6 separate regions of the Mus musculus genome follow, and regions 1, 2, 3, 4 and 5 are each linked to region 6. Evidence: chromatin contacts called from public promoter capture Hi-C data. All regions are on one chromosome and are shown on one strand. The core of a region is the stretch at or near the end of the contact, and the rest is flanking DNA. Distances in the headings are between cores, read along the strand shown. Region 1 holds the start of Pxdc1 (PX domain containing 1). Region 2 holds the start of Prpf4b (pre-mRNA processing factor 4B). Region 3 has its middle 42 kb from the start of Gm40913. Region 4 has its middle 21 kb from the start of Gm40913. Region 5 holds the start of Ly86 (lymphocyte antigen 86). Region 6 holds the start of Rpp40 (ribonuclease P 40 subunit).

The links. Promoter capture Hi-C pulls out the DNA fragments that hold promoters and counts their contacts. Capture Hi-C pulls out chosen DNA fragments and counts their contacts.
Region 1: a promoter capture Hi-C map of embryonic stem cells shows a contact between it and region 6, with 4 times the contacts expected there. The contact joins the promoter of Pxdc1 here to the promoter of Rpp40 in region 6. A contact is called at or near these places in 10 of 39 promoter capture datasets (the 3T3-L1 cell line, 3T3-L1-derived adipocytes, cranial neural crest and 5 more), 5 of 115 datasets of contacts at active chromatin or transcription factors (astrocytes, embryonic forebrain, embryonic hindbrain and 2 more) and 2 of 9 other capture datasets (adipose tissue and embryonic stem cells).
Region 2: a promoter capture Hi-C map of adipose tissue shows a contact between it and region 6. The contact joins the promoter of Prpf4b here to the promoter of Rpp40 in region 6. A contact is called at or near these places in 15 of 39 promoter capture datasets (the 3T3-L1 cell line, 3T3-L1-derived adipocytes, the HPC-7 cell line and 9 more), 8 of 484 Hi-C or Micro-C datasets (CD4 T cells, CD8 T cells, LSK cells and 5 more), 11 of 115 datasets of contacts at active chromatin or transcription factors (the SCID.adh cell line, acute myeloid leukemia, astrocytes and 6 more) and 2 of 9 other capture datasets (adipose tissue and embryonic stem cells).
Region 3: a contact with region 6 is called in a promoter capture Hi-C map of liver, with 5 times the contacts expected there. The contact joins the enhancer-like site here to the promoter of Rpp40 in region 6. A contact is called at or near these places in 13 of 39 promoter capture datasets (the 3T3-L1 cell line, 3T3-L1-derived adipocytes, the C10 cell line and 7 more), 1 of 115 datasets of contacts at active chromatin or transcription factors (large pre-B cells) and 2 of 9 other capture datasets (adipose tissue and liver).
Region 4: a contact with region 6 is called in a promoter capture Hi-C map of hippocampal neurons, with 4 times the contacts expected there. The contact joins the enhancer-like site here to the promoter of Rpp40 in region 6. A contact is called at or near these places in 13 of 39 promoter capture datasets (the 3T3-L1 cell line, 3T3-L1-derived adipocytes, the C10 cell line and 7 more), 3 of 484 Hi-C or Micro-C datasets (embryonic stem cells, forebrain and uterus), 5 of 115 datasets of contacts at active chromatin or transcription factors (astrocytes, embryonic stem cells and large pre-B cells) and 1 of 9 other capture datasets (adipose tissue).
Region 5: a promoter capture Hi-C map of pre-B cells shows a contact between it and region 6. The contact joins the promoter of Ly86 here to the promoter of Rpp40 in region 6. A contact is called at or near these places in 6 of 39 promoter capture datasets (the 3T3-L1 cell line, 3T3-L1-derived adipocytes, embryonic stem cells and 3 more), 1 of 115 datasets of contacts at active chromatin or transcription factors (pro-B cells) and 1 of 9 other capture datasets (liver).

What each region holds. Positions count from the first base shown.
Region 1 is chr13:34,650,602-34,654,404 of GRCm38.p6, forward strand. Pxdc1 (PX domain containing 1) reads right to left here and starts at 2,080. Exons shown (of 5, transcript NM_025831.3): 1 at 1,579-2,080. The coding sequence starts at 1,834. Gm15908 (predicted gene 15908) reads left to right here and starts at 2,322. Exons shown (of 4, transcript NR_105041.1): 1 at 2,322-2,627.
Region 2 is chr13:34,872,453-34,876,894 of GRCm38.p6, forward strand. It overlaps Prpf4b (pre-mRNA processing factor 4B), which reads left to right and starts at 3,077. Exons shown (of 15, transcript NM_013830.3): 1 at 3,077-3,242. The coding sequence starts at 3,202. It overlaps Gm36839 (a long non-coding RNA gene), which reads right to left and starts at 2,788. Exons shown (of 2, transcript XR_382181.1): 1 at 2,717-2,788; 2 at 1,176-2,116.
Region 3 is chr13:37,289,443-37,293,791 of GRCm38.p6, forward strand. No RefSeq gene overlaps it. Among named protein-coding and RNA genes, the nearest start is that of Gm40913, 42 kb to the right of the region's middle. Within about 2 kb of position 1,474, at least 68 of the 459 cell types and tissues checked have an H3K27ac peak or open chromatin away from gene starts, as enhancers often do. A contact at or near this core is called in adipose tissue, where this site is marked.
Region 4 is chr13:37,310,041-37,314,486 of GRCm38.p6, forward strand. No RefSeq gene overlaps it. Among named protein-coding and RNA genes, the nearest start is that of Gm40913, 21 kb to the right of the region's middle. RefSeq lists an enhancer at 926-3,770. Within about 2 kb of position 2,676, at least 95 of the 459 cell types and tissues checked have an H3K27ac peak or open chromatin away from gene starts, as enhancers often do. A contact at or near this core is called in adipose tissue, forebrain and hippocampal neurons, where this site is marked.
Region 5 is chr13:37,343,541-37,347,705 of GRCm38.p6, forward strand. It overlaps Ly86 (lymphocyte antigen 86), which reads left to right and starts at 1,805. Exons shown (of 5, transcript NM_010745.2): 1 at 1,805-2,034. The coding sequence starts at 1,899.
Region 6 is chr13:35,903,912-35,908,247 of GRCm38.p6, forward strand. It overlaps Rpp40 (ribonuclease P 40 subunit), which reads right to left and starts at 2,436. Exons shown (of 8, transcript NM_145938.4): 1 at 2,293-2,436; 2 at 508-652. The coding sequence starts at 2,415.

The DNA.
Region 1 (3,803 bases), core at 830-3,329, 1.3 Mb before region 6:
CTTCCCGCACTCTCTGCAACCAGCGCCCCTGGCCAGAAGGCACCAGTAGTAAACAAGTGTCCTTTACAGACGCTTATTGTCACCAGATACAGCCTGGCGGTTCACCCCTCACAAAACCCCACAGGCAACAGGTATTCTCATAGATGATTCTAGTCTGTGGTCACAGCAGAGCTCTGGGAACTGCTCAGAGGGAGAGCCAGAAAGTTCAACTTGTTTATGGACAGCCTTATTCCAGAAGAAGCCACTGAGTAAACCAGCGACCCTTCCTGATGCTTTCCTGACTCAGACATTCATTTGTTAAATTAAAACTACAACAAAGAGCGAATTTAAAGCAATAAAAACAGGCCTAATCTTGACAACGTTGCTCAGCCACTGGGAGCGGCTGGGATGGAGATCTAAACCAGGCTTGTCACTCCGGGCCTCCACACTCACTTGCTTTTGGGAACCTGTCCAAATGATGTGTCTGCCAGGGGATGTGTCATGAGAATGGAGCTAATTATCCACATAAGCCACACATTGGTGGAACCTATCACCAGAGGGAAACGGAGGTTATCTCAAGACCTTAGCCAGACAGGCGGCCAAGGAAATGCGTACTGGCTAACCTTGAGTAACTTTGCCCCAAGCTGTCACAGGATGACTGCTTTGAGGACTTGGGTCCAAGGGTCTCAGAGCCCCGGGAGGCCACGTACTGGGGGGAAGTCTGCTCAGAAGCTATATTGATCCCTCCTGCCCTACCGCTTACCCGGCTCTTTGCCTCACATTTTATTCTTCCCCCCTCCCCCGTCTCTATCAAGGTCTCTCTCCAGTTTCCTCCACTCTTCCAGTCCTTTTGCTGTCCTTAGGAAGCAAAGGGGAAGCCACTGCTGTTTGAGAAAAACAACAGTCACAGCCAACCAGGACCGTCACACGGCCTGAGAGGAGGCGGCCATGGCTAATCAAATCCGAATGCGGACCCGGCTCAGGGGTGGGGACCCTGGGTTGGCCGGACAGATCCAGGCGGGGCGGCCTCCTCCTAGGAGAGGTGGAAAAGATTGCTGCGTGGCACCTCGCTTTCAGGCTCAGCTGTCCCCGGGGCAGAATACAGATGGGGCCTCTACTGGGCAGGACCTGAGCAGCGATCATACCTGCTGCGATCACCCCAGTTTCGATACTCTATAACGGTCTCTACCCTTTCCAGCAAACCCATTCCAGCCTCTACTGGTTCTCCACAGCAGCTGGGACCCAGTAGCTGTCAGCTCTGGATGTCGCCTCCGCTTCTTCACTAGAGGCTCGTTCTTTGGGACAGTCAGGCGAGAGTCCTGCTGACCTTGTCCCTTTCCCCAGCCATCTCATTTATCCTCCAAGAGTGTGCGCCCCAGACTCCGTGCCGGTTCCCAGCCCTTTCTGAACGACCATTCAGGAAAGCCGGGGTCTAGGATGTCCTCCGTCAGGTGCCGAATAGTAGAGTTTTAAGTAACTCTTCCCGCGGACTTCATCGCACTTGGATGAGCTCCTCACTAAGTTCCTCCCCCACAAAGCCCCTCCCGAAAACCGCATCTCCCCGCATCCCCCGGTGCCCCCAGTCCCGCAGCCCCGCACCTTGCCGCAGCGGCGTGCGCGCCAGCTCAGACCGGTCCTCGGGGAAGGCATCGCGGAGGCGCTTGCACAGGCGGCCCAGGTCGGCGAAGCTGCGGTGCAGGTAGAGCACGCTGCGGTCCGACCACTCGGTGCGGATTTCGAAGAACTCCTCCTCATCGCCGCGCCTGCTGACGATGAGCCTGCGGATCCCGTTCACCCAGCAACCGCGCACGAACATGTTCACGAGCGACGTGCCCTCAAACACCGCCGAGGCCATGCCGCGGGCGGCGCATGCCCCTGCCGCCGGGGGCGCCCTCGGCCCCCGCCTGGGGTCCGCCTGGGCAGAGTGAGTCCTGGCAGGGGCGATCAGGGGTTCTCCGTGGGACGCGCTCGATTCCCGCAACGGCGGTTAAGAGTCCCCGTGGGGGAGAAGTTGGTGCCCCGCGAATACGCCGCAGCTCTGCGCTCACTCTGGGGCGGCTACGTGTGGCCCGCGCGCTCAGGGCGGCGCCGCCAGGAGTCTGTGGGACTGAACGGGCTGCGGCTTTATAAGGCACTTCCCATCGCGGGCGGCGACGTCGAGTCCCGGCTGCGGCGCCTCCCTCCTGCCTCCCGCTGACCCGCCGCGGGCGGTCCCGGCCCAGAGCTGCACGCAAATCGCCTCCTCCCTGGTCTGCCAACTGCTAGGCGAGGCTGGTCCTGCGCTCTCCCCGCGCGCAAGGCGACTTTCTCCTCGTTCCCACTCTGGATCCTCGGGATTCTCCAGCCCCGAGTTGAGCACTCTGCCAGGCCCACACGGGGGTGGGATCGACACGTCGCTGGAGTCCAGAGTCCCGGGGCGGCGCCGCATGGGGCGGGGACGCGGGCTCAGACCAAGCGGGAATCCGGGCAGAGGGACTGGTGCTGGTCCCCGCGCCGCCCTTGACTCGCCTGGTCTGGGCCGGGACTCGGGCTGACCCGCCCCGTGTCCCATCGGTTACCGGCGACTCCGCCCCGGGTCCTCCCGCGCATTCCGGTCGTGCCTTAGCTTGACGGAGGCCCGGGACGAGGCGGGACAGACAGACCAGAAGGCAAGACCGTGTGGTTCTTAGAAGAGGATCCCCAGGAGGGTTGTCCGCCAAAAGAATATGGGACAGAATTGTAGGAGACCGGGGTCTCCCCGGAGAGAGCAACTCAGGAGGAGCTTAGGAAGTCCCCCTTGGCAGAACGACCCACAGAGAAGGAATGTACCGCATGGCTCCCAATTGAAAAACAGTGTCTAGCATTAAGAATTGTAGCTTGGTTCCAGACATTCTTCTACCTACAACCTGGGAGAAAGACTATGCTTTTTATACGCTTCTAAATAGTCAGTGAACAAAGACGTTAGGCAACAGGTATTCCTTCTCTGGACCTCACTGACCCTGATTTCCGTTGACCGGTCATCCCCGGCAGGGGGCGGGTACTTAGATCGCTCGTGTCACTGCAGAAATCAGTCCTCCTATTTACCAAAAAGTTCTGCTCAGGCACGCCTATGCCAATCCCCACTACTGCCTGGAGCCATGTCCCTTCTGAAGCTGTCTCCTATCACAGCATCATCCCCAGGACCCCCCAGAAATACACTTTTTTAAGCACCCCATCTTTAGGGTAGAGTTTGCTGGGTGGGAACAACCAAGTCTCCAGTTCAGTTCGCTGCTGCTCGAGTGGCCTAGCTCTGTGAGGCTAGCCACCACTTTGAGTCTGTCATTCCTGGGCGCTGAAGAAAGTGTTTTCTTATTAATAGAAGTTGCTTCAAGAGATCTGGAAGTAAAACGAGATGGCAGAGTAAAAGCAGTCACTGTTGGGAAGTCACTGGTTAGAACACGCTATCTTTTATGCCGCTTAGATCATTCATTAATCACTTTTCTATACAGCCTAGAAACTTCATTTTACTACTTTAAAAAAAAAAGATGATAGGGGTCTGGAGTGCCTCACGTATGTAATTCAAGTAGCCCAGGCAGGGACAGGAAGACCTTTTAAAGCTGGAGGCCAACCTGGGATACCACAGTGCTTTCCAGGTTAACACACACACACACACACACACACACACACACACACCTCAGAACAAGAATAAACACCAAGTCCCTATTCTCTGTGATATAAGATCTCACTTTGTAGCCCAGGCTGACTCAAACCACTGATCCTTCTGCCTTAGTCTCTGGAGTGCTGAGTTTGGAGGCATGTGCCACTCTGAAATGGTCTTTGAATCATCTTTTTTTCATATCTTAAAT
Region 2 (4,442 bases), core at 1,827-4,326, 1.0 Mb before region 6:
TATACCTCTCTCAGAGACTGCAAAGCATTTTTATTTTTTTATATTATTATTATTATTTTGGTTTTTCGAGACAGAGTTTCTCTATATAGCCCTGGCTGTCCTGGAACTCACTTTGTAGACCAGGCTGGCCTTGAACTCAGAAATCCACCTGCCTCTGCTTCCCAAGTGCTGGGATTAAAGGTGTGTGCCACACCACCGCCCAGCCGTAGTTAGGGTGTGCTGTGCACAGACACCATGACCAAGAACTCTTCTCATAAAGACAACATTTAACTGGGGCTGGCTTACAGGTTCAGTCCATTATCAAGGTGGGAACATGGCAGCATCCAGGCAGGCTTGGTGCAGGGGCAGCTGAGAGTTCTACATCTTCATCTGAAAGCTGCTATCAGAATACTGGCTTTCAGGTAGCTAGGATGAGAGTCTTATAGCCCACACCCACAATGACATACCTACTCCAACAAGGCCACACCTTCTAATTGTTCCACTCCCTGGGCAGAGCATATACAAACCATCACAAAAACTACCATTTACTCATATAGGCCATTTTGCTCATTGCTTAATTTATTGTGTTTATACAATGAGAACTATTATCCCCAATTTATTGGGTGGTAAAACTAGGAAAAAATTTTAATTGTTCTTGGTTGCACAGCAAACAGTGAAACCCCTTGCTGACATAAATCCTATGTTCATGTAAGTGCATTTTTATTACATCTATTTTGTGTGTTCATGAACAGAGGTCAGAAGACAATCGATGAGGGGGTCTGGGTATTGAACCTAGCTCCTCGGGTCTCTTTTTTTTATTGTTGTTTGTTTTTTGAGACAGGGTTTTTCTGCGTAGCCCTGGCTGTCCTGGAACTCACTCTGTAGACCAGGCTGGCCTCGAACTCAGAAATCCGCCTGCCTCTGCCTCCCAAGCGCTGGGATTAAAGGTGTGTGCCACACCACTGCTGGGCCCTCAGGTCTCTTGACAGGCATCTTTTCCCACTTGAGCCACCTCACCAGCCAGCCCTTACTTTTAGAACATTGTTCTAGGTGTTTCTCTTTATAGTTAATACTGCTGCAAAGCTGATACAATCTAGATACCTAGTAACAAGGACAACAATCTAGTTAGAAGATGCTTGGCAAACCAGAATGAAGCAAAAACTGCTATGTGAAAAAGAGCAAGCGATGACACTGTGTACACAAGTGTGAAATTTAATATTTCACATAGGAAAGGGCTAAAAATAAGCCAACATGTTCGGGCTGGTTCAACGTGGAATTATCCACTTGGGGGATGATTTTCCTTTACTTTGAGTTTGTCCAAATTCACAAATGCACAGAAGTATTTTAAAACAACAAAAAAATTACACTAAGACAGGCATGATGCCTCAAGCGTGTTAACACCAGTTTGGCGTCTTCCCATTAAAGGTCCAAATCCCAATTTTAAACCTAAGTGCTGCTCAAATGGCTTCTACACTCTTCAAAGACACCTGGAAACTCCAAGAGTCAACGGGTTTTACGATGCTCGTAATTTGTTTGTAGTCTGTTACAATTAGCCTATTGAGAGCTCACTGGGTTCCATGGCAACCGTGTACGAGATTAGTAGCTCTCCACAGAAATACACATATTTCAAATATATTTTTCAATTATTTAAAGAATGCCCAGCTCGTTTGGAATAATACTTGAAGCAACCACAGATGGTAGGAAAAGATGAAACGTTCACAAAGACACGCTTGCCTCCAAAGCCTCAACTTTTTGCATTGTCTGCCGGCGCCGTGGTCTCCACGGTGTCACCGAACAAGGCGGACCTCTACTTGAGGGATCTTGGGGTACGCTCAGACGCAATCTTGGCAAGCCGCTGTGCTGACGTTGCCGCAGAGGAGAGGTCGGGGCTGAGATCGGGAGGCGGAGACCAGCTGAGCTGGAGCAGGGAACTGGGAGGGCCTCCCCATAGCTGCCCGCCGCAGTTCTAACGCCACAACCACCGCCCGCAGCTTTGAACACGCCCACGCTTTCTTCTGGCCACCAGCACGCATGCGTCTCTCCGGCTGGCCAAAAGACTTCCGGGAAGCTGGTTCCGCTGTGCAGAGCTCACTTCCGTCCTGATCCGCGGAAACTGCGGCTATGGGTCGGGCGGTTCCTTTACCAGGGCCCCGAAGAGGAAAAAAAAAAAAAAAAAAAAAAAAACCCAAGGAATTGTAATTGTCTGGTCTGTCACTTTGTAAACGTTTCCTGCACGAGTAAGCTAATGTTTCAATATCTGCTAACAGTAACAGCTTGGGATGCCTTTAGGCATCGATTTCGCTCTCCAATTCGTAATAGCGTGGAAATGAACTTGGGTGAAAAAGAAAATCTTCCATGGAAAAGTTTTCCAGCACCAGCTCCTTTAGAAGTGCTTTATTTATTTTATTTTTTATTTATTTATTTTTTGGTTTTTCGAGACAGGGTTTCTCTGTGTAGCCCTGGCTGTCCTGGAACTCACTCTGTAGACCAGGCTGGCCTCGAACTCAGATCCGCCTGCCTCTACCTCCCGAGTGCTGGGATTAAAGGCGTGCGCCACCACTGCCCGACAAGAGCATTTTTATTACATTTATTTTGTGTGTCCGGGCTTAGAAGTGCTTTATTTTACTCTGTGAAGAATGGTGTCTGTAAATCGGAAATCGGTCTTATTTCAGTATCACCATTATCTCCAACGTATTCCTCCCAGAAACAGAAAACTTAATTCCCATATAAAGCATACCATAAAGAACAGAAGGTCAAAAGGGGACCTGGCAGATATTCTGGCTGTTTAAATTAGGCCAGGTCTACGAGCTCTCCGCTAGCCAATCAGCAACAAGGAGAGACACAGCAGGTTTCACCCACTACTGGATCACATGGAGAATCAGCTCTCAGCAATGCACCCGACCCCTTTCTTTGCTGCTGTCTCCAGCAGGTCCCTACACTTACACACTTACACACTCACACTTACACACATAACCAGCGCTCTAAGTGAATCAGGCCTTCTTCTCCCCACGGCCCGCCCCCTAGCCCCGGAAGTTACGTTCCGCGCCCCGCCCCCGGACGCCGAGTTTTTCTATCCGGATTCTTAGCGCGGACTCCCGAGTGCCGCTTTTCTCTACGTGCTCCGCACATGCGCGGCTGCCTGTCCCTTCTTCCTCCGCTTCCACTGGCGTCCACGGTTCGCCGAGCCGCCGCCAGCATCGCGGAGGAGTCGGGAAGTTCAAGATGGCCGCCACGGAGCCCCCGTCCCTGCGGGAGCAAGCTGAGTAAGTGCACCGCGCGGGTGTGTCGGAGCTGGGCCTCCAGGCCGGCAATGCGGGGGACGGCGGCGGCGGCGACCTGCGCGACGGGCGGGAAAGTTCAGGCCTAACGGCGACAGCCAAACTTTGCCTTGCCGCGCGCCGTGGGTGGTGCGGCGGGAGGCGTGGGAGCGGCCTGGGCTTTGCTGCCGGTGGGGCCGCGGCTGTTGAGGTGCCGGCAGCGCGGCCTGCTGTCCGTCGTTGCCCCGGGAGGCGGCGGCACGAGCGGCCTCTACAGGTCCAGTTAGCGTGGTGGCTGCTGCTGCCCTGAGGTCGCGCCTTCCTGCACCTCCCTGGGGGACCGTGGAGCTCTCCGATCTCAACCCTCGGTGATCTCCTTCCCTAAAGAGACCCGAGGAATAGTGGCGGCCGGCAGGCTAAGCCCCGCTTTCCTAACGCATATGCTATCCTTGCGATCCTGCTGATGGTAAAAGCAGAGACGGGGGTGCTAGGGTCACACTTTTGACTGTCCCGGAAATTGTGCTAGCGAAGTCCTTTGCCCTTTACTCTTCCTTCCAACCACAACCCGGTATTTCTCTGTCCATTGGTAGCTTATTTCTAACTTTCAAACTTGAGGCAAAGTAAGGTAGACTACCTGGGTTTTGAGGCCTGGCAGTTTTTTGCCCTAGTTTGTTTTTGCCTTTAGGAAGGGACATGGGAGAAGTATTAGGAATCGTTGCTACTTCTAAATCATTCTAATCTGTGTTTTTAATTAAGCGACTATAGAAGTATTTGAAGCCAAGAGAACACATCCTTGAATAAGCAAAAGGACTAGCTGTTGCTTAAAGAAGAGCAGTGTTTTGTTTCCCACGTTTATGCGAGGAAAGCTTAACTTTAAAGAGAATACCACTGAAGACTGGGTGGCAACAGCAACCCCCCCCACCCCCCACCCCCCAGTTACATCTGCATTATCTATGTTTTCAGCCTGTTTAGGAAAGTGTTTGATACCGTTTCCAGCAACTTGTGACAGATAGCTTGGTTTCTTTGCTGAGAATCTAGTTTGGGGTTCCCCTGTCATTTACTTTACTCAGCTTGACAGAGAATTTGTTTTTATTAAGTATGCTTGAAAGTTGCATTGTGGTTGTGACAATTGGGCTTAGCAGAGAACAGATAGGATTTTAAGATAGCTTATTGTCCAAGTTCATGGTGTGGCAGTTACAGGATGTT
Region 3 (4,349 bases), core at 224-2,723, 1.4 Mb after region 6:
TGATTGGTTGGTTGTTTTTTGTTTGTTTGTTTTTCTGTTTTGAGAGAGAGAGGCAGAGGCAGAGGAGAGAGAAAGAGAGAGAGAGAGAGAGAGAGAGAGAGAGAGAGAGAGAACATATAGAGAGGTGGGGAGATCCAGGAGAAATTGGGGAAGGGAGATAATATGATCAAAAATGTTGTATGTAAAAATTGTTTAATAAAAGCAGCATAGTGACACATGAAATAACAGAAAGCATGTAGTATTTGATCATGATAACAACCAATTAATTATGTGGCTGGCTTGCTGTTTATGCATTTATCTGTATTTATTGGGTTGTTTATGCAATTGATAATAGCGTGTTTTTCTTGGTCATGTGGAGAATACCCCTACTTATTTAAAGAGTGTTGATTGTGAAAGTGCACCCTGGGACGCTGGCAACAGCTCCCCCAGTCTTGTCTTTGCTGTGTCTCTGTCGCTTTAAGTGGCCATATTCCCTGACTGACCTCCAGCATCTAGGCTTGTGTAAGAGATCCACAGGGTTTTCACACAGGAAGTCACCTGAATTTGATGGTACATCTCTCAGGACCTGTTTTAATTGTTAGTCAAAAAGTGACTGCAATGCTTGTATCCACATCAGACAACTCAGAGAGGGCATTTTTTTAAAGACCAGAAATATCAGCTCCTTAATACATATACAAATAAGACAGCAAGTACCTTTGGCTGGGCCTGTGGCTCTGGCTGAACAAACTGGTTCACCAGATGAAGATTTCTGTAAGGCAAGAGGGACTTGGGTAATCTGTGAGGACTTTAAAAGCACCTTCAATAGCGCTAAAGCATTTTGTTGGATAAATTTCATAAGGATCCACATGGCAGCTCCTACCCATTATAACTTCAGTCCTATGGGGATTTGAGACTCTCTTCTGGCCTCCCTGGGCACCAAGACCTCAAGTGCTGTGCAGAGTTACATGCAGGCAAAACACCCATACCCCTAAAATAAAATGGGGGGGGGGATTTTAGAGGAATCTCAAGAACTCAATTTTGTAATTTCCCTAAACTTCAGCATCTGACACATGCCTTTTAAAGCATCATCAAACTCCATCAAAACCAGTGATTTTTACATTCTTAAATATTGGTGGATGTCTTGTAAGATGCAATCATAACAGAATCTGTTAAGCATTGTTGTTGTTGGGTTTTTTTTTCAACCTTGAGTCTGTAGTGGGCTCTGCCCTATTCATCTCTCAGACACAATTACTGGCGAGCTTTTAATGCAGCCCACAGCTGCTTACAGGCACCAACCTGCTATTCTACTAGCTGCCTGCTGAGCTGAACTAGGAGCCAGAAGGGAGTCATTTTGATGGCATTTGAGTAGCACAAAATGTGAGTTTTCTCTTGAGAGGGCTTTTGAGAATTAGAGGGAGTTAGTCATAGTTTCCAGTGTGAGTATTTTAACAGTTGTGAAATTATGAAGGGCTGACTCAACAATTCCAGTGTTGCAATATGTCACTTCACTGTCTTGTTACTTAAAATTACATGCTTCAGGAGACGATGACTTTTAAAAGAACCCAACCAAGTCTGGAAAGAAAAGTGAGATATGCAGACAAAGCAAGGGGAAAATTATAAGATTGCCAAACACTTAGGAAGCTACTTAACAATCCCGAGCTCATCTAATATGTTTCTTTTTCTTAAATAGCATGTTTCTCTTCTCTGTGAATTATATAGTAGAAGCACACTTATTAAACAGTGATTCCTTTTCAGTATACAAAACCAATCCAAACTGGATTGAATATGTTACTAAATTTCTAAATCAGTCACCTCCTCAGTATCCTTTTGGGTAGGTTTAAAAAAAAAAGATGAATAGATTATCATCAGACAAAGATGATTAAGCCTATTCAAGAGGACTCTTAGGCTGTTGCTCAGCCTCTTCATTAGATAACTCCTCATTAACTACCCTAAATGAGCTACAAATAGCTATCAGGTCCTGTCCTTTATATTTGAAAATTAGACCCTTAGTAAGCAGATGACTCTTGAGGTATTTTCTAAGGATTTGAAGTTTTTCAAGCATGCCGCTATATTTCCCCATTCAAAATCATATACTCATAACACAGCTAGCCAGGGTTAAGAGGAAGCAAAAAAGAATCCAAAAGAGATGGTTCTAATGAGCTTGGTTTCTTTAACACGGTGTGATAATTAGGTAGTCCAGCCAGAGCAAAGGCCACACTGGGAAAACTTGAGATTATAAATAGCTCCACGAAATGTTAAATGCAAATCTAGAGGAGGCATTATCCTTTCAGGAAGCATTATCCTTTCAAGAACTGAACAAACTACAGAGTAGGACATGTCCTTGCATGAACAGTCAGGAGCTATAAAGAAGGGGGACTGGGGCTGAAGGGACAACTTAGCCTTCAGAGCACTCACTGCTCTTGAACAGTTCAAGAACAATGCACCCATGTCAGACTTCTGCTCACAACCACCTGGGCATCTAGCCCTAGAAGATCTAACTCTTTATGCTGGTGGCCACTGGCACTCAAATGCACATGTGCACACATAGACATATCATGATCTATGGAAACCTACTATTGTGTGAGCTTCAAAAACATGTACACAAACACATACACATATACATGTATAAAATAAGTGGAATTACCCTATACCTAGGGACAAAACATCTTCCAGATGCCATAAGTTATCAAAAAAAAAAAAAAAAAAAAAAACAAGAAAACAGCGTCCAGTGTAAATTGTGTCTCTTCATGTTGGTAATAAATCTCATAGACACCCCCTCACCAAAACCAAAATAACCTATGCCATCAGTCTTTGTTACCCTCCTAAACTTGATGGTAAGATCCTGTTGCTGAAAATACTTGAGCCATAGAACACGGAGAAATCAACTGATACTGCCCTGAATACTTCATCCCTACTGGCTAGCAGTCATGGAATCAGAGGCATTGTCCATATTACTGTGGGAGAAAAGTAACGGTTTACTCAGCTGTGACTCCTGTAAGCTACAGCAATGACCAGCCTGGCAGCCACTAAAACACAATAGTGTAATAGTGGCATGAATGTCTCTGGAGTAGCAAACCATTTTCTGATTGTATTTGAGGTCTACCCCACAAGATGGAACTCATGCCTACTGCAGTTAACTGAGCCAAAAACCTAGGGCTTAGTGTATCATAAGCTCTAGGGAAGAACCTATTACAAATATTCTAATAAATGGACATAGTATAAATTGTCCCCAAACATTTATCTTTATACCCATTGATTCGTGTGGCTCTCCACCATCATCAGAGAAGCTACTTTTGCAGGAGATGATGTTGAATACAGAGACTCACACCTGGTGGTCAAAGTGCAAAGAATAAGAGATTGTGGAGTTATCAGCCCTAAATAGGAAACCTATAGCACGTTCTGTTTCCCAGTTCTCAAGGATTATCATGGAAGAGGGGGGCAGAAAAAAACTGAGATCCAGAGGTAGCAGTAGATCACTACAGAGAAATAGTAGCCAAATTCCAGCATGGAAGGCAGAGGGACTTATTAGAGCTAACTCCTAATTGAGGAGCTATTGGCAACTGTGGCTGGTGTGGGTACGAGAATCGGTTTTCTTCATCTGTGGCACCTGTCATGTGACCTGTGTTCCACTGGATGACTCCTCACCTGGGCACACGCAGGCACCGATGAGAAGACTCAGTAGGGTTAGGAAAAAAAAGAGTAGATGAAATTGGGAATTTCTTCTGGGTACAACTTGCATGGGTCTTGTTCATATAGTCACAGTTGATATTAGTATATGTGTGCAGCAGTCCGGTTATATCTGAGAAGCATGGCTTCGCTACAGTCATCTATTAGCTCGTGTTCTTAAGATCTTCCTGCTCCCTTTTCCATGATGATAGCTCAGCCTTGACAGGAGGAGATAGATATGACATAGATGCTCCATTTAGGACTAAGCTTTCCACAGTTAATCCTCTGCACTTTGACCAACGTGATTCTCTATAGTAATCACCCTCTCCTGCAAGCAAGAAGCATCGATAATGAGAGCTGCGTGCTGTGCTGCTTTATGGGTATAAAGATAAGTACTTAGGAGGCAGCTTAGTACTCTGTCCATTTAGCAGAATAATAGAGTTGGTTCTTTCCTAGGGCTTATGGGCTATCAGGTCATGAGTTCTTGGCTCAGTTAAAAGTAACAGACATGAGTTCCATTTCATGGAATAGAACTTAAACTGAATTTTTAAAAAGTTGTTGCTTGCAGCCCCATAGGAGGAACAATATGAACCAACCAATGCCCTACAGAGCTCCCAGGGACTAAACCACCAACCAAAGCGTGCACATGGAGGAACCCATGGCTCCAGCTGCATATGTAGCAGATGATGGCCTTGTTGGACATC
Region 4 (4,446 bases), core at 1,426-3,925, 1.4 Mb after region 6:
AAAAAAAAAAAAAAAAAAAAAAAACAAACCTGTAGCTTTGCTCTATCTTTAATTTGGCCACTTAATGTTTCAGAGGAAAACTCTAATGGAGGCTCAGTTTTTTGATCTTTGTAGCAGGTATAACAGGTGTTAAAATTAATTCAATTAAACCTAGGAGCAAAGCAATGAGAACGCATTTGATAAGCTACCAGTCTCTGCACAGGTTTTCAGAATAGAAGGTAGAGAGGAATTGCTCAGTCCTAGAACCGCAGCTACCACTGAGGAAGAGGTTGGTAAGGGTGTGAGTATGTGAGGGGGGGGGCGGGGGGGCGGGGTGACTCTGGGAGGGGGCGAGGAGGATGCTAGGAATGCTGGGCCCCACAACTTCCTTGTCACCAGCTGTTTCCGATTCAGCTCAGCGTTGGGAGGTGAGATGAGAAGCCTCTTCAGGCACCTTGAGATGTTTCCACCTTTTCCTTTCTTCAAGCAGAGTCACACCCAGCTCTGCCAGGTCCGGAACTCCACCTCTAACTCCACAGAGCTCAGCCCTGCCTAGAGCACTGCCTTTAGCCTCCTTCTCCGCCCTCCACCTTCCAGGTGCAGGCATTTCAGTCAGGAGCCACCATGCCCAGCTCTACTTAGAGATTAAGGGAATGTTCCTGCTATGGTCTCTTATTTATTAGCATTTATTGAATGACTGCGCTTACAAAAAATGGTCTCAATGAAACGAGGTCTGCACAGAAAAAATAAATAAGATAAGGAAAAAATAAGGACATATACAAAGATTGTGACTCTGGGTGAATTCTTTTGTTTATTTCACCAAAATTTAGAAATACCTGCATTACCTTTTTAAACAAACAAACAAACAAACAAAACTATTTCTAGAGACCATCTCCATACACAACAGTGTGCATGGTATGTAAGTGTGTATTTTTAACTTACATTTATGCAAAAACAATCCGTGTGACAAAAAAAAAAAAAAAAAACCTGGCACAGCCCTCCCCCACGCTCCCCCACCCTTTCCCACCCTCCCCATCCCCTCCCCCACTCAGGAACAAAAAGCCCCTCAGTGTTCTTATCTAATAGTGACTTCTCCTGATATATCTGTATCATATTTTCAAGAAAAGGCCGGTTTCTGACCTGTGATAGGCCTACCTATGTGTTGGGTAGATCCAGGTCCACACCTTGCACCTGTGTGCCTCTGGTCCCCTCGAGAGCGCAAAGTTAGACCCGCCCTCATTCTGCCCCTTCCTGTGCCCGGGTGTTGGAGTCCTTTCCTTTCAACTTATCCCTTCCCCATGTCTCTCCCTGAGCCCCGGTCTCACTCACAGCCCCACTAGCCCGGCCCTTGGCCCACATTAGACTCTTTCATCTCCATTTTGTGAGTTTATCCCCGCAGATCCCTGCAAACTCCTGGAGGTCAGAGCTGAGCACCTCTGTGTTCCTTTTTCCAGGCAGGTTGTCTACACATGCTATTAAACTAGACAGGCGCTCTTCCTCATCCCTCCTTTCCCACTCGCCCAATGCTCAGAAATCAAACAAAGCCAGAGGGACCAGGACACGCCCTGGAGGAGCAGGAGGGGACCTGGGACCAGCTTCTCCTGTCTATCAGTAATTAGAGCGGTGGGGGAGGGGCTGCCCTTGGCACAGACAGGTCCTTAAAGGCTGCTGCCCCAGAAACTGCCTTCAGATCGACAGCCAAGGGAATCGCGATGAAAAATTCATCAGCTTCTTACTTTCCGCGGCCCAGCTGCGCCTAGCAGATGACCTCGGCGGGGACAAGCCCGCTGTGAGACACCGTCTGGTCGCTTCGAGGGGGCCAGCCCAGGCCTGCCGGGGAGCACTGCACCGCTGGGCTTTGTGCGTGCGCCATGAGCACGCGCCTATGAGGCCTAGAAGTACCACCGAGGTTTGACTGCTGGGGACCAGAGACAGTCATCGGACCTTTTGGTGCAAGCTACTGGGAGCCAGAGTGTCACTCTCTAGCAGGCGCCTGCGGTCCATCTTGCCCATCATACACTGTCCTACACAAGGCGCGACCTACTAGTGGAAGCAATACCAATTGGGTGGGCACCTGGGATCGTGGAAGCCCTGTAAGCTATAAAACTTCTAACCCTGGAGACTGGTCATCCTAACTAGACCTTACTTTCATGCCACCACCTCCCACCTTTGCTGGCCCCAAGCTGCCTCCTGAAGTTCTGGATGGGGTAGGTTCTCTTGAGCTGGGGTGGCCTGGGAGGATGACAGAGATCCAGTTGGGGAAATGCTACTGAGTTGCAGGTTTCTGGAGGCCTCTCCAGCCCCTGCCATCTGGGCACTGCACAGACAGACGCTGCGTGGGTCCCTAGAGCTTGCCACCTCCGCGCCACACTGCCAGCCATGCCGCTGCGGCTGCAGAAAAGCCTCACGTCCGAGATTGCTGGACCGTGGGTGGGGGTAGGGAGCGCAAAGCGAGACTAGGCGCGGGAGGCGGGGGAGCGGGGGGCCACTCCTGGACTCTGAATTTTAAAGTTGTTTTCTTGCAATCACACTTTAATATGCACCGATGTCTGGTCTGCGGACCACGCAATGTAGTGAGATGCCATGTTGGCCTCTTTGGAATCCGCAGTAGGTTTTTTTGTGCTGTTCTGCTGGGGAATCAAATGTGGTGATTAGGGAAGTTTTATATTCAGGTCAGGCTTTCCCAGGACTAGAGAATGTACTACAACTTAGGCCAACATCGCCATCTGGTGGTATCATCGAGGGACTCGAGCAGGTGTGGGGAGACCAGAGGAATGATGTCATGGTCTGCAATTTTTTTCTTGAGGGGCGGGATGCTGGCTGGCTGCGGATCTAGTATTGCCTGATGCATTGTTTCTCGGATTTGGGGTTTTGCTGTTATTCACAGGTGAATCACCAAGTAAGCAAGGGTCCTTCCTAAAACTAATACCTTACATTTCACCCCATTGCAGAATTGAATTTAAACCTAAAAGACCCAATGGCTTTGACAGTCTTGAAGCAGGACTCCTTATGTGATCTTTCCTGGGTCCGTCTAAGTTGTTCACTTGACAGCCCCTCCCCGAGGTGTTTCTCCCTCCGGAATTCAACTGCAGAATCATCTGTGTGTTCAGAGCCCGCTTGCATTCTTCTGAGTTTCCATTCCTTCAAGACTAAGGAACAGGCTTCACACTGCCTATAAGCATAGGGTCCCATCTTCAGAGGCATCTCCCTGGCTCCCTTAGTCACTCCTCTGTTCTTTGCTTTACCAGATCTGGATAGAAAAGCCAGCTCCCTTGCTCCTCTGTACTTCTGTCCTCAGCATCCCTCAACACTTTGCCCCTCACCTTAGCTCTAGCCAACAACTGACAGCAAGCACCATTCTGCCTTGCCCCTCGTCCCACCCAAGGCTAAGAAGAAAGGGTGGCCTGAGGTCGCTGAGTGGGCTGGCTGCACATTGAAGGTTCAGGTGAGACCGCAGTGCCGCTTGATGGTGAGCCGGCGTTGATTCCTGCACTGCAGATCTTCTCAGTTTCTTCTCCTCTTTAGCTTTGTGTCTGTACAATACTTGGCTAGTTCAGAAGCAGATCCTCCCACTTTCCAGACACTCTTGCTCCTCAATGTTGCCTCTTCTACCTTAAAGTAGTTGTGTCACTGCCTGGCCTTTTATTCTCTCTTACTTCGGAGGAGGAAAAACAAGAAAACAAAAACACAAAACAAAACAAAACAAAAAAAACCTTTCATCTTTTGCAAACCCTGTGTATCTGCTTTTACCTGCAACACAAACTACTGCCTGCAAGTAAACAGGGGTGGGGAAGAAGAAGCCCCTAAGAAAATGTACAGAAAGAATGGCTACTAGCATTCTCAGAAGAATGGATAAAAATACTGAATGCATTTTATATATGTGTGTGTGTACAAGAATAAATATATATATGACTATATATGTGAATACATATTGTATACACAAGAAAGGGAATAGTAAGAAGACAGAAAGGGGATTTTTAAAAGTTTTAAATGCTAGTAACAATGAAAGATTGAAAAATGTAACATTTCACATAAGCTTCCCAGAAATTCCAATAAAAGGCAAAAAAAAAAAAAAAAGATTGACCAATTTTTATCCAAGAAAAGAGAAAAACAAGATGAGCTCCACAACTTGAGGGGATCGAGGCAAACTGATATCGATCAAATGGGATCCTTTGTCTTAAAAAGTCTTCCAGAAGGCTTGGCATGCCTGTGCATAAATCCTACTCTCAGCAAACCAAAAAAGAGGGTTAGCTCATTTAAGGCCAGCCTGGGCTCCAGAGCAAAACTCTCTCAACAATAAGTCTTTAATAATTCCAAAGGGACAACAGCAGAGCTTAAACCAAAGACAGGGCTCATGCGTTGAGCAAAGTTCCTTGGATAGTCTCATTTACAGCAGCTGGAGTTCACTATTCCATACAGGGGAAGTCTCCTTCATCAAATGGGGAAACATGTCTACTGAGTTAGCAA
Region 5 (4,165 bases), core at 555-3,054, 1.4 Mb after region 6:
TCTGAGAGCTACATCCTGATCTGTAAGCAGAGACAGGGGGAGGTGGTGGGGGGCTGGGCTTTTAAAACCTCAAAACCCACCCACCCCCAGTGACACACTTCCTCCAAAAAGGACACACCTCCAATCTTTCTGATCTTTTCAAACAATTCCACTTGATGTTGACTATTCTTTCAAATACATGAGCCTGCGGGGCTATGTGTATTCAAACCACTGCACTTATACTAGCTTTCTGTCACTGTGAGAGAGTGCCTAAGGTAAATAGACAAAGGGAGGAAAAGTTGGTGTTGCCCCACAGCATCAGAGGTTTCAGAGCATGGACATGTGGCCCCATTTTTCTGTGGGTTGGATTGGACCATGTTAAGGTGGGGCTACACATGGAGGAAACCTGATTTCCTTGTGTTGGCTCGAAAACAAAGCAAAAGGAGGGATACGAAGAGTTAGAATTCCACTATTCTCTTTAAGATGATCTAAATTAAAGGTCCCACCACATCTCAATGGTGCCCCAGGCAGGTGACCAAACTTAGCAGCACATGGAACTCTGGGTGACAGTTAATATCCAAACCATAACAGAACTCAAGATGACACCATTATGGATTGATTTCTGAAACAGGTGAGCCAAAAACCACTCGTCAGACCCAAGTCCTGGCTCTTGGTTGACAAAATGAGTTCCCATAACTCCTTGAGGGAGTGGCTTGCTCGTTTTTTCCTACGAGGCTGCATTACATGTTATAGAAAAAAATGCCATCTGTCATGCAAGGAGAGAATATTTTTATTGAGAAGTCTTCTAAAAATACATTGTACATTCTCAATGGGATATAATTCATCTCTTCCTGCCATGGGAAAGAGTGTTGCCTGTTGCTCTGCAGCATCACTGGCCTTGGCCGTGAGTTTGATGAACTGCATAGAGTGGGGTTAGGATTAAGAAAGCTGAGGCAGAGCGGCAAGAGTCCATGGAGGGCAGCATCTTTGTGTGAGAAGCGGTGTCAGTCACCTCTCCTAGTTGAACTAGCCTTTCAGGGAGGCCATGGGCCCATGAACTGTCTCCATGGGTAAAAGCACTTACCTCACAAACCTGGTGACTTGAGTGCCACTCGCAGAACCCACAGAGAAAGGAGAGAATTGACTCCCAAAAGTTACCTTCTGACTTCCACATGATCATACACACGCAAACACACAGAAAGACAACACAGATATACACTAAAAAAATAAATAAAATAAAAATGTTAAAAGGGTAATCCTTCCTCCTGGTGCTGTTGGCCCAGAAATGGAAGATGGCTTACTTCTCAGAGGGAATGCACCACCCAGCTCTGTGTGGGCTCCTAGGACAAGCTCCTGTTCCGCTGGCCCAACCCCAGGGCCAAAGCCAGACAAGAACAAATCCAAAAACCCGGTTCCAGATCCTAAGTTCTAGTATACCACCCTCAAAATGTCACATGTGCCTGCTGGCGTTAGCCAGCTCTGAGACTCACATCAGTGGGGTGTACGCTGATAGAAAACACATGGTGGCCTGAAGCTCATTTTTCCTGAGTTTACAGCTCCAGTGGGGGACAAAGATTCTAAAAGGGGCTGTTCTGAAGAGTCCTGCAGGACCTCTTCCTGTGAAAGCGAGAAGTCACCTTTCAACCTAGCCCATACCTGCCCATATGCGCATGCGCATGTTCAGAGATATGCGCGCGCGCGCGCACACACACACTTGCTATTTCAAGTATGTGAAAGCCCCCTGGAACAGTATTCAAATGCCCCTCCCCGCTGTCTGTCTTTGTCTTCTCACAGTATATTTCCCAGAGACTAGTATTCGAGAAGTGAAACTGAACATACTACTCCTTCAGGGGGAGGACGAGCTTCGGAGGTCTTTTTATTGGGCTGGCTTACCATTGGGCACACACAACCCCCTCGCCATGAATGGTGTCGCAGCTGCCCTCCTTGTGTGGATTCTGACTTCTCCGAGCAGCAGTGACCATGGCAGCGAAAATGGTTGGCCCAAGCACACGGCCTGCAACAGTGGGGGCTTGGAAGTAGTCTACCAGAGCTGTGGTAAGGTCTTATGAAATGGCTGCTTGTGCTTATGGGGAAATTAAAGCTACACGTGGGCAATACGAACACTGGGTGAGTATGGGCGAGGGATGAGGTTATCAGCCTCTCCGTGCTTTTTGCTGCTACGGTGAGCTTTTGTCTTGGCAGCCGTGAGGAGGGAAAGGCCAGGGACAGTGGAAGAGCCTTCTGAAAATAACGAAGACCACAGAAAGAGAGAAATGAACAGTCTAGATATGGAACGAAGTCTAAGAGCTCAGCCCTGCCCTCTCCCCCAAGAACAAGTGATCAGTAAGCTTTTCTTCCCAAATCCTGCGCCTACGCTGGCTTTTCACCTCAGCCATTTTGCAAACTGGGTGAGCATCAAGTCACTTTTGTCAGAGACTCTGTCCTTCAGCCGCTCCCTCTAGAGTTCTTGTCATGCCGCACTGTGCCACCCATTAAAGCAGCAAGCACGTCAGAAGTAGCATCCAATGCCAGGGTTTCCCCAGGGGCAAGGACAGCGAAGGGGAGTGCTGTGGTTGGCCTGTGTCCTGGAGCATGTATTAGAAACTTAACCTCAGTGCAACTGTTTGAGAGGTGGCATATACTGAGACGCGTTGGGCTGGGAGAGCCCCGCTGTTGGCACCACGAACCAGAACTTAGGAGTGGGTTAGTTCTAAAGTCTGAATGTGGTACCTCACCTCACTTTTTCCTTCTGTGACGCTATGACACAGCGAGGAAAAATGAGCCTTGGGATCGATTTCCAATGGGCAGTAGAACAAATGGCTTGTGGAAAGGCAGACATTTATGAAACCTGGAAATCTGTAGGGAAACGGGACAGATGAGCTGAAGAGTATGCAAAGGAGACTCTGAGCCTCTGTGTTGGTCCCACCGCTCGCTGAGAATAAATGAAAGCAAACTAGCTGAGCCCGGATTCTGCCACCCAACTTTGGTTTCTGGGGTAATTCAATGGATTCTTTTAAATTTCCTTTTAAAAGGAACCTTGAAGTGCATTTTAAAAATTAAAAATAAGAAAAAGAAAAGGACGCGCTGGGTGGAGAAAGTGCTGACCTCATGATGCTTGCTGTTCTTGGGACAAATGGGAGCCTAGACGTCTGGGGACTTGCTCACTTCAGGAGTAGGATGACAGCCGGATTGGGTCACGTGGACTACTTGGGATTTGATTTTCCGAGACATTAAGCCTCATGTGACTGGCTATTCCATGTCTAAGATTCTCCCTCAGATTGTAACTGAGTCTCATGTGTCCTTTCACTCACCTGGGTCTGTCAGGGAAAGAACGGGGACATAATGTGCTGCCACACTGTCTGCAGTGCTGCATCTATTTGTAGATGGTACTTCTCTGCAGAGTAATTAAATCTCAGAAATAAGCCCTGGGCACTTGGAATAAAGGAACAGGGGAGATGAAGTTTTCATCCAGGGTGAGTGGGAGAATCAGCCAAGGAAACCAAAGGATAACTGCTTTGTGGGAGGGATGTCTCAAAGGCAGGCATCAGTTACCAGGAGACACAGTGATTTGAAGAGAGCAAGGTTTGGATTGTCAAATGTTAACTGAAACTTTAAAGAAATGATAAAAGTAGCTGGGCCACATATTCCACAAGAAGGGTCTGCCTGTGTGTTGAGGGCTGTGCACAGCTCCTCACTAGCATGATCCTTGCTTTGTAGATGTGTAAACCTGGGGCCGGAGATGCCAGATAATACTGTAAAGGCTATCTAGCTGATACTGGAGAAATTATAGTCCAACAGCACAGAGAAGACAAAACATTTGGGTAAATATTTGTGGAGTTAGAACAAACTGATCGCTGACCTCTCTAAATCCAATAACCCTGGTGTGTAGAGTTTTGTTGTTGGACATAGTGATATAGAGGAGGGTAGAGAAGGAGATTTCAGCAGAGAGAATAGCTTATATAAAGGCAAAGAAGTGTGGCACAACCAAGCCAAGTTCAGAGGCCTGAGACATGATGGGAGATGTACAGTCAGAGCCCTAGACAAGGCCATGTTGCCTGCCTTTGGCTTTGGGGAGCCTCCACTTTGGAACGATCCTTTGAGGAGTGGGTGTGACTGGATATGGTACTTGTATCTGGACACCATGATGTTCGGGAAGTTCAGGGAAAAAAGTATGGTCATCATGAAA
Region 6 (4,336 bases), core at 1,186-3,685:
ACACTGGAACATATACATGCAAGGCTCCAGCTAGACCACCCCAGGACTCAGGCCACATTCAGGGGCTTTTTGTGCAAGTTTCCTATCAACAGGTTGAGAATGGGCTCAGAACAGAACCTGTAATCTTGGGGATCCTAGCAGAAAGGTGCACATTAAAGAGGCAAGAGGACAAAACACTGATGCAAGGATCAAAGTTAATATTCAGAAACTATTTGAGAAAGTTAATATTCAAAAGCTACTTAACCTTCATCTAAAGGGATTCCACCTACTTCCCTGAGTTATTGCAAGGGCTAATTAAATTTGGTAAGATATTTAGCTGCCACCTAAAGAGGACACAGGAAAGAAAACGACAATATGGCCGGGTGGAGAAGTGATACACGCAGCTGATCACATGATCTAACTTCCATGGGCCCTTTTAAAGACAAGGGAAGGACCCCAATATTTTGCTGCGATCTTCCGATAGCTCTTCATCTTGTCTTGTTCATATGAGACAGTGTTTCTTCTTACCTTTCTTTACAAAGGTGTTGATGAACTCGTGTGTAATTAATTCATGAAGAGGTAAGTTCTTCACAGAGTAATAGGGTCCAATGTCCATGACCAGGCTTTTTAGCTCTTTTGATAGAAGCCCACATTCAGGAATAAGAAATGAAACCTATTAGAATGTAGAAGAACAAACGAAGTTATATTTTATGAAGATTAACACCATGCTTTTGGAAATGGAATGTCAAAGGTGCTAGTTACTCCTTCACAGGTTTTACTGGGACATAGAAGGGACACGCAAACATGGGCAATGTGATGGTTTGAAGATGCTTGGTCCAGGGAGTGCTATTAGGAGGGATGGCCTTGGTGGAGTAGGTGTGACTTTGTTGGAGGAAGTATGTCACTGTGGGCGTGGGCTTTGAGACCTCATCTAGCTCCCTGGAAGCCAGTCTTCTTCTAGTGTCCTTCAGATGAAGATGTAGAACTCTCAGCTCCCCCTACACCATGCCTGCCTGGACGCTGCCATGCTCCCACCTTGTTGTCCTTATAAGAGTTGCCCTGGTCACTGTTGGAGTGTCTGTTCACAGCAGTAAAACCCTTAGTAAAACACACACACACACACACACACACACACACATACACACACACACACAGCCACCACCACCTACCCCTGAGACAGGGTTTCTCCATGTAGCCCTGGCTGTCCTGGAACTTGCTCTGTTTATCAGGTTAGCCTTGCACTCAGAGATTTACCCACCTCTGCCTGGGTTTAAAGGTGTGCATCACCATCAACCTACTAGGCAACAATTCTATTAATTTCAAGTAAACAGATATCTGACTACTCAAGTTTTTCCTTTCTGCATTTCAATGTGAGGCATGACATTGCAATGGAAGTCTTACTTGAATCTTATTTTTGCATACAAGCAATATATGTTATGTCTTTCACACTTTATAGTCAAGGAAATAGAGTATATATAATTCAACATGCCTTGATTTGCTTATTCTGGAGTCATGAAATCAAAGGAACTCCTCCTGGGATTTAGGGACATTTAATTAGTAAGAAGCTACATAGAAGCAAAAGTGCTCCTGGAAGCTTCCATTTCCTAGACAAACCTAGGTGAGACCAGTTGAGATAAGCGATACATCCCTGACCGCAGGGATGGCCTTTCAACCGAAGAGATGCAAAATCCGCGCGGATTTCAAATGATCCCCAAGTGAACATCTAAAGTCCGTTTCGCAAAGCCCCAACAACCAGCCTTGAGGGACAAGGACGCCAGCTAATCTATCTGAGAAATCCATCAGGCCAATATTTAAGATGTAAAATGCTTAAACCCTTATCATCGTAAGGTAAGTTTATTTGGAGTTCCTCGTTTGTCAAACCGCGTGATGCTTTGGAAAGAGTCACAAGCTGATCCACAGAGATCTGCCCAAACTTAGGGTGTAATTCGGCTACATGTTGTACAGGTCACACTCCGACCGTGCAGGTTACATTCCTAACTCCTCCACTGCCTGCTCGACCCAACACCGAGAGGATTTAATCCTGAACACCGCAGTAACCACGCCAAACTCACAAAAACTCTGCTGTTCCTCATAGGACCGAGCACCGCCCTGTGTTTGGCGCATGCTGGGAATTGTAGTCCTACACAGCGCCAAGAAAAGCAGTTAAGAAACTTGAAGAGACTATAGTTCCCAGCATGCCCGAGGACGATCTCCGCCCACCCTCGCAAGCCGAGGAGGTCTGGCCGGGTGAAACCCGGCGTGGTTCTACCTTAAAGCTCTCCAGCCTAAGAGGGCCGGGTGGACCTGACTCACCCTGTAATTATGATAGTGCGTCTCCACGAGATGCTTATGGCGAGACTTATCGTGGCCGAAGTTGGATTTCTCACAGACCAGTAAGTGCCGAGGCGCCTCTTGCAGCCTGCGCAGCGTGGCCATGTTAAGCAGGAGTCCAGGCGAGCACCGCCTCTTGGCCCGCCTCCCGGCCCGCCCCTCGGCCCGCCCCTCACCCCACCATTCGCCCCTTTCTGACTACACCCCTCCCTCCACCACGCCCTAACCCTTCTTTCTTTCCCTGTCTGTCAGTTCCTGCAGGCACTGGGTCTGAAGGTTCTCAAGAACCTGGCATGGGGCTGGTGAGATGGCTCAGCGGGTAAGAGCATTGACTGCTCTTCCAAAAGTCCTGAGTTCAAATCCCAGCAACCACATGTTGGCTCACAACCATCCGCATCTTAAAAAAGAAAGAAAGAAAGAAAGAAAAAACCTGGCACATCCATTCTATCCCACAGTTTCTCCGTGGAGGAACAGTGCATATACCTGGACAGGACTCAGAGAAGGACTGGACCCTGACACCTTATAAAAAGGAGGAAGATAGGACAGAGGAAAAGCCTAGTATAGTCAGGAAATACATCTGCTTTGCAGCACTGTTTTCCTGACTCCTCATATGGTCTCGTTCCTAATGCTCACCCACCCGCAGGCCCCTAAGTTCCCACTGATCCTTCCCAAAAAGTATAGGAAATTACAGAGGAATATAATATGACATTTCTGCATTTTTACTTCCAACAGAACTTCTTTGCTTTGTTTTTAATTATTTAATTTATTTTTTTCATTTCCAACATTACTATTTTGTGATTTTACTCCAAATCTCAGTTTCTTTGCTGAATTGTACTTCCATGTACACTGTTGCTATCTTCAGACACACCAGAAGAGGGCATTGGATTCTATTATGGATGGTTGTGAGCCACCATGTGGTTGCTAGGAATTGAACTCAGGACCTCTGGAAGAGCAGTCAGTGCTCTTAACCAATGATCCATTTCTCCAGCCCCCATAGCTAATTCTTAAAAGCCATATTGTTGATTTTTCTCATCTATTTTACTCTCTGTGTGTGCACACACATGCGTGCGCACGTGCACGTGTGTGCACAGCAGACTTTCCAGGTCCTTCCTTAGGGAAGATTGAATTAATCTTTTTGCTTCAATCTTTTTTGAGGTCTTAAAGTATTTTTACTAGGAAACTTCTGAAATCACCCAGAATTTTACCTATTTCAGTATCATTGAATCCAGGTGTTAAGTTATTTTGTCTTGAGACAGGGTCTCATTATATATCCTGGCTGGCCTCAGACTCAATATATAGACCAGGCTGGTCTCAAACTCAAAGAGATCTACCTGCCTCTGCCTCCTGAGTGCTGGGATTTAAGATGTGAACCACCACTCTGGGATAATTGATTTTGTTTTTGGAGGACTCCTGTTGCTGTGTTTTTCATTCATGCTTTTGTTTCTGTGTGTGGTGTTGACCTGTGTTGATTTGGAGATGTTTTTCGCTGTTGTTCTTACTGAGCACCCTACTCTCCGAGACTCATTCCCCGGTGTTACTCATAAAGGAGACAACACATTGCTGAGACAGTAACAAAATGGAAGATATAGAAATACACCCAAAGTTACTGAGGTTCAGCAATATATTACTAATAACCATGAAACAGAAATTTACAATACTAATGTAGAATATGCTAGGAATGTAATGATTATGTAGGGTAAATGGGAAAATAGCAAGAAAACGAAAGCAAGCCTAAATGAAAGAAAGAAGCGGGATGAGAAAGTGTGCCATGGATGGAGACATGAAAAGAGAAAGGGTTTAGTGGGGGGAAAAAAACTAAAAGAAGGGGGAAATCTCAATAATAGAAAATCTTAAATAATGAATTATATAAATATAAGAGAAGTAAAAGATAAAAACATCCATTTTTTTAAAAAGGGAAAAGAGTAAAAGTGCTGAATAATAGAGAATGTAAATAATGTAAGATAAACATCTGTATGAGGTGTGAAATGTATGAAAATGTATGCGAGGAAATAAAATGTGTTTAGGG